Linked DNA regions of Salmo salar: region 2 is linked to region 1. A link is a contact called in public Hi-C data. All regions are on one chromosome and are shown on one strand. Each heading gives the region's core, a stretch centred on a gene start, on an enhancer-like site or on the middle of the called end of the contact. The rest is flanking DNA. Distances are from core to core; before and after follow the strand shown.

The links. Hi-C and Micro-C count contacts between places; a contact is called where the count stands out from the background.
Region 2: a Hi-C map of gill shows a contact between it and region 1, with 4 times the contacts expected there. The contact joins the promoter of LOC106564903 here to the enhancer-like site in region 1. A contact is called at or near these places in 3 of 3 Hi-C or Micro-C datasets (blood, gill and muscle).

The regions. Positions count from the first base shown.
Region 1 is chrssa12:32,622,566-32,625,707 of Ssal_v3.1, reverse strand. It overlaps LOC106564903 (E3 ubiquitin-protein ligase SMURF2), which reads left to right. Exons shown (of 20, transcript XM_014131401.2): 3 at 2,725-2,872. Among protein-coding and RNA genes, the nearest start is that of LOC106564903, 37 kb to the left of the region's middle. Within about 2 kb of position 1,592, at least 3 of the 13 cell types and tissues checked have an H3K27ac peak or open chromatin away from gene starts, as enhancers often do. A contact at or near this core is called in gill, where this site is marked.
Region 2 is chrssa12:32,659,600-32,662,741 of Ssal_v3.1, reverse strand. LOC106564903 (E3 ubiquitin-protein ligase SMURF2) reads left to right here and starts at 1,484. Exons shown (of 20, transcript XM_014131401.2): 1 at 1,484-1,955. The coding sequence starts at 1,904.

The DNA of each region.
Region 1 (3,142 bases), core at 343-2,842:
AGGTAGAAGAGCGTCGGTGATGAGCTAGTAATGCCTGACGCATGCTGTTATGACCAACACAGATGAGCAACCATTAATGTAGTTTTAATAGTATTTTAATGTTACTCGGTCATTAGGCTGACTGTGAAAGGCTACCCGGTCGTTAACTGTGAAGTTTCTGTATCTTACTATCTTCACATTGGCTTTATGCCAGAGGATCTGGTGTAGTTTTATATCATGGCGAGACGGAGATGCTCGCCACAAATAAATACCTCTGATGGAACACAAAGCACAGGCACGTCCTCTTCGTAGGCTAGTTATCATAGTGTAGGATTTTGGTAAGAGAGTGAATTGGAACATTCTTTAGGCTATACAGTTGCACGTCTCCTTTTGAATGTATTGGATTACTGTGGGCTTTAAGGGACAGTTTCCTGTAAATGACGCATTTCTCTCTCTCTCTCTCTCTCTCTCACTCACACACACACACACACACACACACACACACACACACACACACACACACCTGCAGAGGGAAGTCCCTGCTTCCTCTGCCAGTATGGCATAGGGTTGAATGTGACTCAACAAGTTTGACCTGTGGGAGGTATCATTGCTTGGAGCCACACACACTCCAAACTATAGTCACACGCAGTATGTCATTTCTCTGGAGCACTGTCTGTGTGTGTGTGTGTGTGTGTGTGTGTGTGTGTGTGTGTGTGTGTGTGTGTGTGTGTGTATGCATACCAAGTTTCCGTTAGGAAAATTTGGTGCCGAACAACGTGACCGGCAAGATTTTAATTTCCCTGACATCCATATGCGTAAGCCATTAGGGCATCCACCCACGGGGCTCAAAATCACATTTTACATTATTGTAATTCATCTTAACAGAATATAAAAGAGACTAAATAAAGTAGAACAATGTTCTTGCACCAACGTGACAGGTTTTATTGAAAAGCGAAACATTACCCGTTGCGTATTCATCCCTGCTATAAATCATCAATGAATATTATTTTAAAAAGATTATAACATTTCGCGTAGGAAAAACAAGTCTCCTTCACAGTAAAACACAACTTCAAAATATCATATTTGTATAATATAATTTGCAAACGACCTGACCTATAGGCTATTTGTATGAACACTTTCATTAATAAATAGCAAAACACAGCTGTTTTCAAATACAATCTAGCCTTTCTAATTTAATTTATCCTAGGCATGAACATTTTAAGTAAGCCGTATTTAGTTAGTTATTAGGCTGTCTACGAAAACCAGGGCCGGCTGGTCATGGCAGCTTTTGTCAAATTAACTTCAGATTTGACTTTTGGTAGCAAGTTAGGAAAATTAGGTTAATGTTAGGGAAAGAGTTAGGGTTAGCTAAAATACAAAACAATTCAACTTTTGACGTTAGTTTGGCAAAAGCTGGATCTCTTCTAGTCATGACTGGGCCGGCCCGCACCACTCCCCATTCCCACTGTAATTCAGCACCACAGCAGTGGAAAGAGGACCCGCTCGGTGGCATTAAATGAGAAATCGTCAAACTGATGTTGAACAGTCAAATTCGGTATGTAAATAAACAAAATGTATTAAGGCTGGTTCATTGCGAGAAAGCTTATTGCAATGCTAATGTGAAACGAGGCCCGCGCCATGCATTTATGAAAGCACTTGTATCCACAGCTCAAATGATATCGCACTCTATACGGTTCTCCTGAATGTTATGTTTATTGTAATTTGAACTATCGTGAGGTCGTGTCACGTGTCATATACGTGGATTTATTGAGAACTCTGTTTCCTAAATGCAGTTGGCTGCCTAGTGATTGCAACATTGTAACTCTCCGATGTGAATAGTTGGCAACAATGTTTTGTTTCCAAATACTACTGAATAAGCTCAACTGAAATACTCATTACTCTAGTCTATCAATCCATTCTTTCTACTATTCTTTCTACAAGTCTTTATACTATTCATGACACGGACGGGATATGTTGATCTTGCTTAGGTCGGTAGCAGTGTGTATGTCGTCCCTTATCAGATTTCCAAAGAGTCTAATAGACTGGCATGGAAAGACATGCTTCTGAGCTGCTTGCTCAACTACATGTACACCCAATATTTCCTATGTATGTTATCTGAATGAGTCACAGTGTAAATAAAGGTCCGTTGACAATGAATGTTTTGTATGCCGTCTTATGACTCAGCTGTTGTATTTGAATGCAGTTCAATAGAAACTATCCTTTTGACACGCACATGTCCTGCATTTTGGCTCCGATTTCAGCTCTGAGTTATAAAGAGAGAGTTGTGCACTCTATATATAAACTCCCAGTAATTTATTGGGTAAATCCGATTTACCCAATAAATTACTGGGAGTTTTTAATATATAGAGTTTGCGACACTCTTTATTTTTATAGCTTTATTTGTTTTAGTCAGTTTATTTGGCGTTAGTCAGCACCTTTACATAAAATAGTTTTCTCTGGGTGTGCGCCAGCTCATGTTTTCTATCCGATTTCAGCTATAACATATCTTCATGTTAGATAATTAATATTATGTGAATTTAGGTCTGTTCATAGTCAGTCATTGTTTATATGCCATCAGCTTGTGAATACAGTTACCTAGAAACTTATTCAGGCACACATCCTCCATTTTGTCTCCAATTGCAACATATAATCTCCATTTCATATCAGCACTTTTCCCATGCTAGATAAATGAACCATACTGTGAATATAGTTCCATTGACTCCATTGTTTCTATGCCATCCACAGTTGTGAATACAATCCTCCATTTTGGCTCCTCCTCCACAGGGCTGCCTGACCCCTTTGCCAAAGTGGTGGTGGACGGCTCGGGGCAATGCCACTCCACGGACACCGTGAGGAACACGCTGGACCCCAAGTGGAACCAACATTACGACCTGTAAGTCACTAGGGAAGACTCTAAACTGGGGGACCACCTTAGACCAATAAACCCTTGTTTCATCATGTCTTCCTAGTTCCAGCTTGTCTCAGCAAGGTGGAATTTATCCTTTCAGATCTTCAGAAGTGCCTAGTAGGAAGTAGTAGCATAACGTCGTCCCCAGGAGGAACGTCTGGCATGTGTAGGGACTAGGGTCTGGATTTGGTGGAAATCACCGTCATCTCCTGAAGAAACCACTTCCTATAATGGATGCCAAAGAACCACAGACAA
Region 2 (3,142 bases), core at 235-2,734, 37 kb before region 1:
GGTTGAAAATACAATCTACACAGGACCTTCCAATCAGCAGGTTTGCATAGGCATAGAGTTTCAGCTTTCCATGGTGACATCACCATGCAGTAAATAGATTAATACACCAATAACAAAGTTCCAAACCTCTGACAGTGAGTTTTCAGTTTCCCCTCCCCACTCAGACCACTCCCAGACAGTCCAAGCAAAAATCTTGCTTGAGAAATATATTTTTGCTGAAAAGCTAATTTTGTCAATTTGAATGGAAATCTATTACAGTAAGGTACTTAATTGTTACCCAGAAGTTATTTGATATTGATATAACAACATCTGCATCTGGCCTTTAACCAATATTTTTTTACACATTTGAAAGGGTCAATCTGAGATTTAAACTACAACAAAGTGAGCACCCAGACACTTTTTGGGGAAACAGCTGAGTGATGGGTCCTGAGAAATGTAACCATCCTGGGCAAGAGGGCTCCCTGCTGGTTTATGATCTGACCTGTCTGTCATTGTATGGGCCAAACTTTCCCTATGTTGTGCATTGAATCTGATATATTCTGTGATATGGCTTCTGGCTTGCCTCATGCACTTCTGAAAGCAGCCAGTAGATGGAGAAATAAGCCATTTTATGTCAATAAAGTGTCTGGGGGAAAAAGTGCCAATGACTATTTTGAATTTTAAATTTAACCTTTATTTAACTAGGCAATTCAGGAACACATTTTTATTTACAATGGCGGCCTACCCCGGTCAAACCCTAGCTCGGACTACGCTGGACCAATTGTGCGCCGCCCTATGGGACTCCCAATCAGCCTAGAATCGAACCAGGGTCTGTATGCAGTGAGATGCAGTGTCTTAGACCCCTGCACCACTCGGGAGCGCCAGACATGTAGACCAGTGGTTATTTTTGGTTAATGTAGGCCTACCTCCAATCAGATTATGTTCTGCCAGAAGCACCCCTTATGTGCAACCAGTCATTAGGCCTATGTTCTTATGTCTCCCTAGTACCCCCTCCTGTGGATAGTCTATGATAGGAATGAGGTATAGTATGAGGGGTAGTTTACTATACCTGATTGAGAAACACTGATGTAGACTACTACATATCAGCCCCCTTCTCTCCAGTTAGGTCTCTCCAGTAAGTGCTGCATACTTGTGCTATGTTTGGTAATGTAGTGGTTCAAGGGAAACTGACAGAAAGTGGGGTATGTCCACAGTCCTGTGCCATAAAGGTCCAGACAATGCTTTTATGAACACACAAGTGTAGATTCAGCTTACCCTCCGCTGGCTCCACAAAACCTATTCATAACCATGAGGACGGGTGAAACATAAAACTGACCTTAGATCAGTCTAGTGAGGCTGTCCTCAGTGACAGAGGCTGTGGTTGCCTACCAGTACCATATTGATGAACACAACATAAAAAAGGTTAAATATGTCCAATAATTTCCTCTCGTTTAAATTAACATTGTACATCAATTTAGTGCTTGTGTTTTAATCTTGTGAGTGATGTCACTAGAGGGGAGGGTCACTATCCAAAAATTGAGTCCAGCAAGACATCTCGGCTTGGAAATTTCAGCTACCACCACTTCAAGCAGAAATGCCACCCTCAGCGGGAGAGGAGCTCACCCTTGGCTTTTGAAGCCGCCTTGGACGTCATATAGCACCGTTTCTTTCGGGAGGAGATCCTGGTTTATTGGAAATTAGCCATTTATTTTAGTTTCTTTAGGAGTATGTGCTCGGGACGGTGGTGTATTGTACTAGAGCTGTGCTCATCCGGGCCACTGTGCCGTGACTCCATTCTTCTTCATTCACTGTGAAACTGCTATAGCCATAGGAGTTAAATAGGAATTCATTTTTGTGAAATAGCTAGACACATGTATTATACATATTTTTGATAACCCCACGTCAAGCTGGAACACAAACGGGCATGTCTAATCAAGGAGTTAGGAGAAATGGCCCAGTGAAACTGCGGTTGACAGGTAAGAATGTAAAACCCTCTCGCTGTCTCTAGCTTCACTTGCTTGTTAGCTAATGGCGCTATCAAGCTAACGTTACTAGCTAGCTACAGTAGTTGGCTAGTTTTCTGCGTGAATGTTTACACTTTGTTATTCGCAACAACGCCATATTATATTTACTAACACACTGATCAAAAGTCGTTAGCTACACATCGAATAAGCATACAGTTTTTCTAACAAGTAAATGTTTATTTTTTTCAGTTTGTAATACTAGCCAACGTTAGTTTACCTAGCTAGCCAGTTAGCTAGTTAGCTGACATAGTCGTGAATAACGTTGATTTACTGTTTGCTAGCTAACGAGCTCTCCAATTAAAAAAAGCCAACACCATTTGGGGTTATCACAATGGCTGCATTAATTAATTGTTACAACTTGCAACAGTTGTTTGCCCACCCTTCGTCACTACGTGCATGTGTTGTTCTATAATCTGAATTACAGTGCTATTAATTGATCAGTGACATTATTATTACATAGTTACACATTTTAGTCATTCAGGAGCGATTTACATGAGCAATTAGGGTTAAATGCCTTGCTCAAGGGCACATCGACATATTTTTAACAATCTGCGCTGTGATTCGAACTAGCGACTTTTCGGTTACTGGCACAAAGCTCTTAACCGTTAGACTACCTGCCGCCCGAGTGTGCAGAGACCCATAGTAGCCAGAGCTCTGCAGACTGACGCACCATTACCAAATGTAGTATTGATTTAGACCAGCAAGCCTGTTCCAAATAGTTTGCATTTGTAGCTAATATTTCCATTGTTTACTGCACTAGTGTTTCAAGATTTTCCATCAGTACTTTGATTTGTCTTGGTAATGAACTTTCAGCACCCCTACATAGCCTCAGTTTGTAGTGCATTCCCTTTGTTTTAAGACACTATTCCTTAGGGAAAGAAGCCAGCATGAGCCCGTTTTACTTTCTGTCCTATTCACAGTTTCTTACAACCCAAACATTTTGTCTGTTTACTTGAGAAAGCAGTGTTTTGACTGGGGAGAGGAGGCAATGGCATGCCCTGCGTTTCATGTTTCTTCATGATCAGATCGATTTCCAGACCCCTCTATCTTCTGGGACCAGCCAAATTAAATATTTAATCTTGTAATGTACTAGCCGGATAAAAGCACTGAGTGAACAAGAGTTCCTCGTGGTCCGGCAA